2 separate regions of the Ovis aries genome follow, and region 2 is linked to region 1. Evidence: chromatin contacts called from public Hi-C data. All regions are on one chromosome and are shown on one strand. Each heading gives the region's core, a stretch centred on a gene start, on an enhancer-like site or on the middle of the called end of the contact. The rest is flanking DNA. Distances are from core to core; before and after follow the strand shown. Region 1 holds the start of RBSN (rabenosyn, RAB effector). Region 2 holds the start of C19H3orf20 (chromosome 19 C3orf20 homolog).

Region 1 (6,484 bases), core at 2,506-5,005:
TTTTTTTCTGACCTGAAAAGTGAGACATGGAGTGAGATTATTTCGATTACAGGGGGCGCATGACTCACATGTGCGGAGGCCAAAGTCCACTTAGGAATATATGGATCACTCCTTTCTCTCCCACCCAACAAAGCTGTGAATGCGCATCAGACCTTTTTATTGCCTTCAGAAGTGTGGCCAGTGGTTAACTGAATCACTAGGAAAGAGAGTTCCAGAGCAAAAATCACCTTCAAAAATTCTTTCTGTATTCCTTTAGGACCTGAGGGTCCTTGGAAGCTCACCAAGTTTCCCCTTTGTGGGTTTCCCTCCCTACATTCCAGCCATAGCTTCCTTTTCCTGCACTGCGGAGGACGAGGTGCAGTGAAGGAATTAAGGGTGGCAGGAAAGCCTGACTCTGTGACAGGTAAGCGGGTGTATAGTGTGCCTCCGCTTACATAGCAGAGGAAGGAATTCCACCCCAAACCCTCTGGCACTGGCAGTTAGATAATCCAAACAGGCTAGGAAGAGACAGCAGAGAACAGTAATGACACTTACTAGGTGCAAAGCCAGGCTCTACCTCACTGTGCAGCTTCCCATTATGTGTGAAGCCTCGCTGTGTAGGCATTATGTTTAATGTTTAATCTCTGTGTGTCTGGAATCTTCATCAGTAAGATGGGGCCCATTGACAACACAGTTATGCTGAGAATTCAATGACATTAATGCAGGGGAATGTTTTTAATACCACCTGCTACGTGGAGAAGGAAATGGCAACCCACTCCAGTGTTCTTGCCTGGAGAATCCCAGGGACAGGGGAGCCTGGTGGGCTACCGTCTATGGGGTCACACAGAGTCGGACACGACTGAAGCGACTTAGCAGCAGCAGCTACATGGAAAACACTAGAAACGTGTTCTCTATTGTTATTATTAATTTACTCTTATTTATTGTGTGATGGTGGTGTCAGCTACAAACTGGCACTTACCAAGAGCACTGCCAACAACTGAACAGCAGAGGCGTTTGCCATCTGCCTCTATGGAGACTGAGCCCCACGCTGCTCTAGCTGCTGACCTTCAACAACCCCCGAGGGAGTTCAGGGTGGAGTGAGGCACGCTGTGCTCCAGGGAATCTGGTGGGACAGGTCTTTAGATGGTTGGATGTTTTTAGGAACAGATTTTATGATCTCCATCCTTGCATCTCCTCACGTCTAGAGAAGCACTAAGTCCCTTCATGGTGCATCAGACCCTCATGACTCACAAAAAACCTGTTGTAAATTGAGTGCTTCACGGCAGTGCACTCCGCCTTCACCAAAACCTTATATACCGACTTTCCCTCACTCCTGCTTCGGAGCAGGCGCCCAGAGCCAACTGAGATGCTGCCTCCAGGGCTGCAGTCTGCATTTTGCTCCCAAATAAAACTTAACTCACAACTCTCAAGTCGTACATCTTTTTTTAGTTGACAGTGGCAACCACGGGAGCTGATAAAAACCATCCCACGAGTTAAAGCTCCCAAGGACAGAACGAGGTAAGCCGGAAATCCTAGCCTCTTACTTTTAATTTGCCCTTTGACATCACGGTCTTCCCCGGAGTGCTCTTCCTCATAATGTGACTGCAGCTGATAGAAAGACTGCAGGTCCTTCAGGCACAAAGGGCAAAGGAAGCCCTCTCTCACTTCTCCTGGGTCATCCAGAGATGCCATGGGGTGTCTTTCTCAACCCCTGCAACGCAGGGGCCTCATGCCAAGAGTCAGCTGGATTCCTCCACAAGAGACAAGGGATCCCACAGCATTAGCTTAGACAAGGGGTCAAGCAGCACCCAGACGACAGGGAAGTGGCATCATGGTCCTGGATGAGGTGTCCTCCCTGGAGCAGAAGTCCTACGAAAGGAAAAAAGAAAGGGGGGGAGGGGACAAATTCAGGCAAATTAGCAGTAACTGAGAACTTTCCTTATTCTTTTCACAATTCAAGATGGGTACTTAATGTTTTCCAGTGCAAGTCTGATAATACAAACTGCTTTCTCAAATCCTTAGACGGAAACCTAAAGCTTTCTAAGATGAGACCATCACACAAAAACAGCAACTCAATGAAGGGGGAAGCACAGACTCCTGAACATAAGAGAGGAAAATACTGTAACGTTTCCAGCTTCATAAAGTGCATGCCATGTCTGAAGTAGCTCTCAACAAGCAGAAGTTTTTACTTGACTCTCTTTCCCTTGACCATTTATTCAACTACATATATGGAGTTTCTGCATCTGTCTCAGAAATGCACTGATGTAAAAGGGATAGCATCTATCCTAGAAACCAAACAAAAATTCCAACTTCAGTCTAGGGAGCAGCATTAGAAACTTGACTGATCAGAAGGAAAAATCTACTTCGATAGCCTCAAACTGAAAATAACACAAATACTTACCAAAAAAAGAAAAATATATTTAGTGTCTTATGTTTGTATGGTACTTATTCTCCAATAAACTTACTAGACTTTATAAACCAGCAAACCTAACGTTCTCCCTGCCTCAAAAATAAAAGAATCGGTGCTTAAACAATTCAGAGTTTAATAAGTTACATTTTCAGTTTTATCCAGCCTAGACAAAGTCACTTTCAATGTCAACTTGGAAAGATTCCCAGCCACAGGGAAAACGGAGGCAAAACCATTCCACCAAAGCAGAGAAATTTCTCAAGAACCTGAGGCCACAGACGAGGGTGGAGAGTGAGCAGGAATGTACAAGCCTCAGCTTTGAGCTGCCGATGGACCCGCTTACAGGGCCACTGAGGAGGGACTGCCCAGTCATCAAAGCGAAAGGGGGTCGGTGACCCAGGAAATAAACAAATGAAACACGCGGTTCCTGTTTTCTTCCTCCAGTGAAAAAGCCCGACGATTGCGTACAATCACATCTCAGCCCCTTTCAGAGACAGCCGCTGAAAAGACAAGCAGCTCCTAGCCAGAGGTTCATCCGAGCCTCCTCTCTTCCCACTCACCCGACCAGCCGCAAATCCAGCACAAACTCCCGAAACCTCAAGGCACCTTCACGGCCGCAGAAACGCACTGCTCAAGGTGTTCTGTCCCGGGGCACCTCTCCTCACAGCACTGACCGCAATTTGTAATCACAGGTACACAAAGCGACGAAAACCCACAGCCTGTGAGCTGTGTGAGGGCAGAGGCCACGTCCACGTTCCGACCACCACGCCCGCAGGGTCAGTGCCCGGCACGAACCTCCGACGATCCCAATAACGCCCCGGGAGGGAATGAATGAAACAGCGAACTCTAAGATCACGTAACCAAACACCCATCACAGACCACCTAGCTGGGCCCCACGTCCACAACACAAGCGAGCCGCTCATCCCCGAAATCCTGTCCGAAATCCAAATAAGGCCCACGGTTCCTGCAACTCCTCGTCCAGCGCGAGCGCCGCCGGCCGCTCTCCGCAGCCTGGGACCACACAGCCCCCGGCCGCAGAACCCAACGCCGCTAACGCGTCCCCGCGCAGCCACGGCCGGAGTGAAAGCACCGCGGACCCGCGGGCGGGACGCGCGGCAGGAGAGGCCCGGCGCCCACCACGCAAGTCACACCCACCGCCACACAGGGCCACCGCGCCACCGCCACCAGCCGCCTGTCTGCTGGCCGAAGCGGGGTGGCGCCCCAACCCGGAGAGTCGCCTGGCCCTCTCCGTACCCTGCTCGGGCCTCCCCCGGGCGCGCAGGCCTGTCCAGTCCTCAGACGCGGGCTCCGGGCCTCCGCGAGCCTTCACTCGGGCGCGGCCGCCATCTCCATCAACAGCTCGGCGCTCGGCAGGCACGCCTGCGGCCGCCGCGAAACCAAAAAACCGGGGGAGAAAACACTCGGGAGCGCCGAGTCATCGAGAGGCCGGAAAAAAATTCCCCAGGATCAGCGCAGCGGCGGCTTCTGCGCAGGCGCCGGAACGAGTGGCGGGGTTTGTTTTGTTTGTTTCTTGCCTTTAGTCGTGTCCAGCTCTGTGCGACCCCATAGGCGGTAGCCCACCAGGCTCCCCCGTCCCTGGGATTCTCCAGGCAAGAACACTGGAGTGGGTTGCCATTTCCTTCTCCAATGCATGAAAGTGAAAAGTAAAAGTGAAGTCGCTCAGTTGTGTCCGACTCTTCGCGACCCCATGGACTGCAGCCTACTAGGCTCCTCCGTCCATGGGATTTCCAGGCAAGAGTACTGGAGTGGGGTGCCATTGCCTTCTCCGAGTGGCCGGTTGACGCCCCTTGATTTTACGTTTTTCCCAACCCCGCAACTTGGGGGTGTTGTTCAACGGCTAGGTCGTGTCTGACACCTTGTGACCCCATGGACTGCAGCACGCCAGGCTTCCATGTCCTCTCTTTCCCTCTCGGAGTTTGCTCAAACTCATGTCCATCGAGTGGTGATGCCATCTAACCCTGTCATCCTCTGTCATCCCCTTCTCCTCCCGCCTTCAATCTTTCCCAGCAGCAAGGTCTTTTCCAGTGAGTCAGCTCTTCGCATCAGATGGCCAAAGTATTGGAGCTTCAGCTTCAGCATCAGTCCTTCCAATGAATATTCAGGGTTGATTCCCATTAGGATTGACTGGTTTGATCTCCTTCCAGTCCAAGGGACTTTTAAGAGTCTCCTCCAGAATCACAATTGGAAAACATCCATTTTTTGGCACTCAGCCTTCTTTATTGACCAAGTGTCACATCCTTACAGAACTACTGGAAGTTCAGGGGCGCGGGATGGGCGGACACTGGGGTGGGGCAGGGAGAGGTGAAGTTAAACCCCATTCCTTGCTTTCCACTCCATTGCACAGATTGGAAAACTGAACCTTATAGCCCTTTAGGCCTTGGCCAAGATGCATGGTATATGAGGCATCCAGGGGTCTTTAATGCCTCCTCCAGACCAACAACTGCAGTTCTATTAATAAATTAATTAGAAATAATAAAAGTTCTGGGGCTTCCCAGGTGATTCAGTAGTAAAGAATCTGCCAGGCAATGCAGGAGATGTGGGTTCGATCCCTGGGTTGGGAAGATCCCCCGGAGGAGGAAATGGCAACCCACTCCAGAATCCTTGCCTGGGAAATCCTACGGACAGAGGAGCCTGGCGAGCTACAATCCGTGGGGTCCCAAAGAGTCACACGCAACTGAGCACACACACCTAGTACATAAAGCTCCTGAGAGCCAGACAGAAAAGGCGTATTTGAGAAACTCGCAGTATGTGGAACCTTCTAGAATATCACTGCGTGAGCTTAAGCTTGAAATAAGATGGGGATCCAACCCAAGCATGTACAATGTGCTCAGGAAAATCTGTGAATCTTCAAATGCAAAACAAGATGGCAGTGAGACATCACTTTGTAACTGAGTGGCTGTATCGCAAAGCAGTGTGTTGGTGAGGATGGGAACTGGGAATGTAAAGTGATGCAGCCGCTGTGGAAACCAGCACGGAGTGCCTCGAAAATTAAAAATAGAGCTGCAGTGGGGCTCACTGATTCTGCTTCTAGGTTTTATCTGAAGAAAAGACTAACTGAAAAAGGCATCTGCATCCACTTACCTAGTGCAGCATCTCCTACAAGAGGCAAGACATGGAAGCAGCCTAGAGTATCCAGGAATGGATGAATGGATTAAAAAAAAACACAACAGTGGCCAAAAAAAGGGGGGGAATGCTCATTATATTCACCGTGGGCCTTGGGGACCCTGACTGCTTTGACACCCCTACATCTGGGGAGCCCTGGATCTCAAGGCTGTACTGCAGTGGGGCTGAGGGAGGTAAGACAGGATGGTCTGGCAGATGAGCCCCACTTGGGCCTCTAATGCCTCGTCCGTGCTGATGGAGACCAAACTCTCCCGACCCAGGCGGGCGCCGCCGCACAGCCAGACCTACTGCACCCCTGACGGTGGACGCGGGGATGCCCGAGCTTCGGACGGTCGGCTGCTCTCCAGATATCCTAGCGGTAGGACTGCAAGGGGATGCAACCAGTCCATCCTAAATGAGATCAGTCCTGGGTGTTCACTGGAAGGACTGCTGTTGAAGCTGAAACTCCAATACTATGGCCACCTGATGCGAAGAGCTGACTCATTTGAAAAGACCCTGATCCTGGGAGGGATTGGGGGTAGGCGGAGAAGGGGACGACAGAGGGTGAGATGGTTGGAAGGCATCACTGACTCAATGGACATGGGTTTGGGTGGACTCCAGGAGTTGGTGATGGACAGAGTCAGACACAACTGAGCGACTTCACTTTCTCTTTTCACTTTCATGCATTGGAGAAGGAAATGGCAACCCACTCCAGTATTCTTGCCTTGAGAACAAGAACAGCCTGGTGGGCTGCCGTCTATGGGGTCGCACAGAGTCGGACACAACTGAAGCAACTTAGCAGCAGCAGCAAGGCTGTATATTGTCACCCTGCTTATTTAACATATGCAGAGTACATCATGAGAAACGCTGCGCTGGATAAAGCACAAGCTGGAATCAAGGTTGCTGGGAGAAATATCAATAACCTCAGATATGCAGATGACACCACCGTTATCAAAGAAAGTGAAGAGGAACTGA
Region 2 (6,833 bases), core at 3,671-6,170, 440 kb before region 1:
GGCAGTGTAGAAATCAACCATCTAGTTTTATTTTCTGAGCAAGAAGTGCACCTCAGAGGTACATCCAGGAACAGGAACAGTTTTTACTCCCAAGAAAATACCAGTTGTAGACAAGGATGTTAGCAGTGCATTTTGTTGCTTCATACAGTAGCCCTGTAGTAAGTGAGGCTTGGAGGCAAAATGCTTAAAAGGTATTTTAGGATAAAATGTAGTTGTGCATGTACATATTTTAGGCCTGTTTTCTTTGGCTGTGGCGGCAGTTTTTATTGGTTATTACAAGTGTGTTTGAAAAAGACATGCGTACAGAAAGGTAGTAAATAATTTACAGATGTGGGTAGAGACAGCGTGCCAAGGTAGAGATGTGGGTAGAGACAGCTTACCACATCTGTCTGTCAGCATGCTTGGAAACACTTCAGTACTGTGGTCAGACACGCTCACTGTGTGAGTTCACGCCCGTCTGGGCTGAACTGCCCAACAGACTGCATAGACTGGCTCAAACCAGGTGGACGCCTGCTCCTCGAGTTTAACGTTGCAGTGCTGGGGGTGTCCAGGGCAGGGGGCAGCTCTGCCCCAGGCGGTCACCTGCTCTCCTGCTTCCTCCAGTCTTCCTGCTTCCCGTTCCCTAGAGGGTTGCTGACACCTGCGTGGTCGCTAGCTCCGCAGGACCTGTTCATGCTTCAGCCCGGGGGAAGAAGGGGCCGGAACCAGCCACCTTTCTAGGATTGTGCGTTGGGATTCACACACAGCCTTCTCACTTGCATCCCAATGGGGCGGATGGAAGCTTCTCTAGCTCTAACATACAAGCCCATGCCATTTTAAAATTCTGAACTCACTTCAGTTTAGCTTTGAGAGGAGATCGAGACACTTAAAAATTGGAAGATGGTCCACTTAGTTTTGTATAAATGCTGTCTTCCTGTGACATGTTAAACTCTGTGTATTGTTTCTCTGTTTTTGCTCTACTCCTGAACATGTCATTTCCACAAGACGTGAAGTGCCACCAGTGTTTTTTTAAAACACCGTTTTCTTTTAAACTATGGCCAGAATTGAATAGCCTACAGACTGTCACCAGGCTCCACCTCTTGTCACCCTTGCTTTGCCTGAGACTCTTTCTTTGAGTAATTGAAGGGTTTCTGGTCCTTCGATTGTTGATCAGGGGAGGTGGGGTGGCATAGTGTCAAACAGAGACTTTGAAATCCATCCAATCTGGGTTTGAATCCTGGCTCTTCAGTATTTACCTTTGTAGCATTTCTGATGGTAATTTTCCTTATCTGTAAAATGGGGATAGAATGGAGTACCAGTCCTGAGATTGGGTTGTTAAAGAGCTAAGTGAACTACTGTGTACAAAGTACTTAGCCCACAACCTGGCATATAATAGGTGCTCAGTGAATACCAGGTATTGCTTGTACTCTCAGGATAAGTATGTTCTATTTAACTTTTTAAAGTAGTCGTAAGCTTTATTGTAATGAAGTCTTATTTCCTTTACAAAAATAGATGGAGATGTTATTGGGCCTTTGCCCCCAGAACCAGACGTCACGCCAGCTCCTCGTACAGCTGCCCAGAGTAGCAAAGTAGAAGTCATCGTTCAGGAGAGGAAAGATACCAGACCCGGGGTGCCACACGTCCGCGAGTGGGACAGAGGAAAAGGTGAGGGGTCGGTTCTCCTGAGCAGACTGTGATTTTGGTTTAGGAGGGGAAGGATTATCAGGCCTAGGGTGCCACACGTCCACGAGTGGAACAGAGGAAAGGTGAGGGGTCGGTTCTCCTGAGCAGACTGTGATTCTGGTGAGTCTTAGTGGTCCTGGGAAGCTTAGAGGATTCTCTAGGTCCCTGAGCTTGTTTCTTCTCAATAACCAGAAGCACTAGAAAGTGTGATATAAAAGACTAGGGTCTGCAAGGCATCATACCTAAAGGATGAGCTATTTTAAAGACGCACTTAAGGGCAGGTTTTGGAAATTCCTGCTGCCCTCTTGTGGTTTCACACCTTCGGGATACTGTTTGTCCAGAACTGCTTTTTTAAAGTCTTAGGAAAGTTTGGTACTTTAATGTAGTCTGTGTTTTTAACAGTCTCTTTTATGCTCTCTTGAAAACAATCTGCATTCAAGTTTATTAACTTGAATTCACATATGGTTCTACTAGGTTATGCAAATTTTTCTTTAAGTTTTTTCCTGTAAAGACACTGTGGTACCTGCAGTGACCTCTCTTTGGGAAAAAGACTCTGGTTTCTGCCATTTTGAAAACAGTCATTTCAGTGGTACATTCGCTTAACTGTTGAAGCCTGTGAGATCACGACTCAAGTGAAAGATGCGGATGGCGCGTGGCTTGGGTCTGTGCCGCTGTTAGAGACAGATAGCTCTGGACAGTGCCCTTTGTATCTTCTAAAACTCAGTAGAGGACAAAACTTGTGTTTTGCTATGAAGTACCTATAACATGTCAAGCAAATGATTTAAACACTTCGTTATTTCTGTTTTTGTGCTTTTTTGGCATTGTCCCCAGAACCCGCCAGCCTTCTTTCTCCACAGAACCTTCCCTGAGCTTTTCTCTGTGGGACTTTTCACTCCTCTTTCTCAGCCCGGTTCCTTCCCTGTGCTTCTGTAGGCATTGCATGCGCCTTGTAGTTTAGTTCTCCGGAGAATGTAAGGTGGCTTTTAAGAAAGACAGATGACGATTAAAAACTAAAAGCATTCAAATGATTCAATAATCAGTTCTAAGAACACTTTATTTTTTACTAGACTTTTCCTTTGGATACTGGTCGAAGAGACAGTCAGATCTCCGGGCTGAGAGAGACCCTGAGTTTGCGCCACCATCGTATTACTTTGTGGACCAAAAGAGAACTGAGTCTCTGAGCAGCCAGGCCTGGAGCCGACCTGCCCCTGCACAGAGGGACCCGGGGCAGCACTCTGGCCAGAGCCATGACCCCTGCGCGTCACAGACGTCATCCGCTCCTGCCCCCAGCAGCCCACCACAAGCCCCGACGGTCACTTTTGAAACTCTGGATGATATGATATCATATTATAAACAAGTAACATGAAGTTAAAAACACTGTAACTTGGGTCTGTACTGTTAATGGTGCCTTCCTCTCCCACAGTGGAGAAAATAACTTTAGGGACTGAATTGTAGCTTTCTCTTCCTGTCCTTTCCCTGAAGACCCAGACCTCAGGCTGGATTTGTCAGCAGGGAAGAAAGTGAATGGTACTGTGGGAACTCTGGCCACTTAGCTATTCATTTCATTCTGATCGGTATGGAGACACCAGTTCATCTGGATTTATACGTGAGCTGAGATAGAGTAGACATATTCTGTAATATTTGATACTAAGGAATCTGTGATCCTAAGGAATCTGTAAGCCTGTCTCTCATGCCCACTCCGATGACTTACTCAGATTAAAGGCTCCGTTTCTCTCCTTTTGCCAGTGCTGGCTGACAGATGTCTTTGTTCCAAGCATTCAGCTTCCAAGTCAGTTGATGGAGCATCTGTTAGGAAGAATTTCAGCCTTTCAAACGGTAGCACAGAAGGGGACATTGGGGTACGAAATGATCTGGTCTCCAGGAGGACCCTGACACTGGTGGAGAATTTAGGGTATCATTTGAAATGATCAGGAAGACCAGGGAGGACTTTGTAGTCCAGAAAAGAACATGTTGATGTCACTTGCAGAGTAGGCATTCAGTAAGCGTTTATTGAGTGACGGGCACATGTGGAGGCTGCTGGGCCTCGTCAGCGAGTGATATGCTTCTTAGCCATCAGTCAGTTTTTCAGCTCCGCCTGCTCTTCCGGTGCTGCGGATCTAGGCCCTCATCTCACTTGGGAGCCGACTCATCCCAGCCTGAGTGGGGTGGACTTGGGCTGGAGTGAGGGGCTGCTAGATCCCTTTGTCTTTGCTAACAACAGGTGGGTTACCAGTGCTCCAGAAGGACCTCCTGTGCCTGGGTACCATCTGTGTCCTCTCCCAATGTCCTCGTCACAGCTGCAGACAAGCAGTAGAAGTTGGCCACCAGGCCCACCGGGCTGTTAGAGCTTCCTCCCTCGCCAGTGAGTCCTGTAAGAAGGCACTGGAGCAGATCTTCCAAGGGCCCGCAGGAGCCCGTGGTCTCCGCTCCACAGCACGGCAGTACTGATGCTTGGGCCCCGTTCGCATCACAGATTGCAAGCTGGAGCACAGGGTCAGTGACTCGTCATGTGGTATCCAAGTGGCAGATGGTTTAGGCGCGTGTTCCGGACTCACACTTTCTCCAGCACCCTCTGCTCTCTGTGTTTAACCCCAGTATTGAGCAGTATTAAAATCCCAAATCCTTACAAACTTAACCTCTGAAGTCCAGATCAAGGGCAGAGTTGCAAGACCTACAAAAGGTCATTTTGTCAGCCTGATCAGGCAAATACATCTCCTAGCAAAAATAATTCATGAAAACCAACTGACCCAGCTTCCTTTTTTGCGGAAATTGTCAAACTAAAATTTGTATGGAATTACAAGAGACCCGGAATATCTAAAACAATTTTGAAAAAGGAAAAAGGACAGAGTTGGGGGACTTACTTCTTTATTTCAAGACTTACTACAAAGATACCAGGATTGAAACAGTGTGGTTCTGATGTATTAATAAACAATGAAACAATTGAGAGTCCAGAAATAAACCCCATACATCTGTGGTCACTTGATTTTTGACAGTGGTGGGAAAGAATAGATCTCAACATGATTCTGAGACAGTCGACTCTCCACCTCCAAAAGAATGGACTTGGACACTTAACTCACGCCATGTACAAAACCATCTCAAAGTGGACCAAAGACTTCAACATTTCTGTAAAACCAGCTGAAACAGCTTGTAGGACAAATGGAGAGGAGACAGAAATTGGAGTACTGAAAGGAAGAACAGAATTGTTAGGGTCATAAGGGAAAACAAAAGAGAAGAAGGTATCTAGGCAAATATGAGGGAGATGGGAAGAGCGTGTGTAGGGCAGAGGGCGGGGCAGGAGGTAGTGCAGCAGGGACTGGAGAGGCGGGCTGTGGAGGGGGTGGCCGGGCAGCAGTGAGCCTATGAGCACGGGGCAGCGGGCTTCCCTGGTGGCTCTGCAGTGCAGGAGACGCGGGCTGGATCCCTGGGTCAGGAAGATCCCCTGGAGGAGGGCATGGTAACCCACTCCGTACTCTTGCCTGGGGAATTCCATGGACAGAGGACCCTGGCGGGCTACAGTCCATGGGGTCACAAAGAGACACGACTGAGCAGGTAACACTTTCACTTTTATGGGAGGCAGTGGTCGTGGGAAGGGCACCCAAATAACCTCTTGTCCTTACCCAGGGCACCCACGGTGGAAAGCAGACCAGTCCGTGCACATTGGCTCATGGTCATGCAGCTAATAAGTGTAAGTTGGATTTTCTCTAGGATTTAAAAACCTATAAGCCTCGTTCGAATTCCCCTTTCACAGCATACAAATAAGTTGAGTGCCTAGTTGTTGACATCCTGTTCCATTTCAGATCCAGAGTCCTTGAGCGTTAACACAGTTCAATCTTACCGTTTCTCTTGGGCGTGTTACGTAGGAGTGTGTCCAGCAGATGGCACTGGCGTTCTTAGACAGCAGACCCATGCTCTGAAATAGCACTGCCCAGCAGAAGTGAGGTGTAAGCCCTGTGTGTCAGTTTGATTTCTAGGAGCCACATTTAAAGAGCGAATTCTTTCTGTGGTATAAAGCCATCGCTCTGTGTCTGGGGGGGGATCCACCAGAGTGTAGATGCTCGAGTTCCGCAGTCGGCCCTCTGTACGTGCGTTCATATCCACATATTCAGCCGGCGGTGGGACAGGTAGTGCTGTAGTGTTAGTGAACGGCCCACGCACACGTAGGCCCTCCCAGGTCACACCCAGGTTCAAAGAGTCAGCTCCATTTAACCCAGAATATCCAAAATATTTCACCGCTCCATCAATATACAGAAAGTTCAGTGGGACGCTTTGCATCTCTTTTCTCACCAAGTCCTCAAAACCCACCGTGTGCCCACTGCTAGCACACCTTGATTCAGATGTTCAGTTTTCATCAGGAATACTCAGTCTCTATTCGGATTTCACAAAATATATATTTGAAAAAGTAGATTCACATACCTGAGTTGATCCAAACACACTTAAAAACATTTAAGAGCTGGCCAGTAACGAAACTGATTATCAAGCTTTAAATTTCATAAACTTTAAAGGTAGTTCCTTGGTCATACTATCCCACACTCAGGTGCTCAAAAGACACATGTCTAGTGCTAGTGAATGCACAGCACAGCTCTGACCTGTTTTTACACGTTTTGTGGTTTAACTACATATAATTCTCCTGTTAGTAACTAAGTGATCGGCAAACAGACCTCTTCCAGCTCTGCATTAAGCACTCACGCTACTCCTGTGGCTGTGTTTGACTTGGGAGCCACCAGTGCTGAAACCTCCGGTTGGAAAGCATGACCACACCTCGTTCATGGCGTTGTGGAGCTAAGCAAAATGTCTTGGATTAGAAATTGCTTTGAATTATTTGTTTTCATTGTAATCTTTTCTCCAGGCCTTTGTGTGTTTTAATACAGTTCGTTTGAATTGGCTTAATAAATCCTTTTGTTTGCTTGCAAAAGTCCCAAAGGAGAAACTTTAAATCCATATACATGAGATTCCTGCTATGTTTAGCTGTGCATTTGCCAAAGACTTGTGGGATAATTTATCTCCTCTTAAAGCTGTAGTGCAGCCTGGGAGCTGGCTCTCAGCTGCCCTTGTTGTGACATACAGCTGAGGCAGTAGAATTCAGAATCTGGAATGGGCGAGGGTACTGGTCTCTACAGTTAATACGACACAGAGCAGCCACGCCATATGTGTTCAATTTCTTTTCAGCCAGT

Evidence for each region. A called contact is a pair of places that touch in the nucleus more often than the background predicts.
Region 2: a Hi-C map of hypothalamus shows a contact between it and region 1, with 2.4 times the contacts expected there. The contact joins the promoter of C19H3orf20 here to the promoter of RBSN in region 1. A contact is called at or near these places in 3 of 16 Hi-C or Micro-C datasets (hypothalamus, skin fibroblasts and tail adipose tissue).

The regions. Positions count from the first base shown.
Region 1 is chr19:57,099,876-57,106,359 of ARS-UI_Ramb_v3.0, reverse strand. It overlaps RBSN (rabenosyn, RAB effector), which reads right to left and starts at 3,755. Exons shown (of 12, transcript XM_027957805.2): 1 at 3,641-3,755; 2 at 1,524-1,848. The coding sequence starts at 1,671. It also overlaps the pseudogene LOC114109355.
Region 2 is chr19:57,538,409-57,545,241 of ARS-UI_Ramb_v3.0, reverse strand. It overlaps C19H3orf20 (chromosome 19 C3orf20 homolog), which reads left to right and starts at 4,920. Exons shown (of 15, transcript XM_042236434.2): 1 at 4,920-6,833. It overlaps CCDC174 (coiled-coil domain containing 174), which reads left to right. Exons shown (of 12, transcript XM_060402954.1): 11 at 1,492-1,644; 12 at 2,730-3,407. The coding sequence ends at 3,028.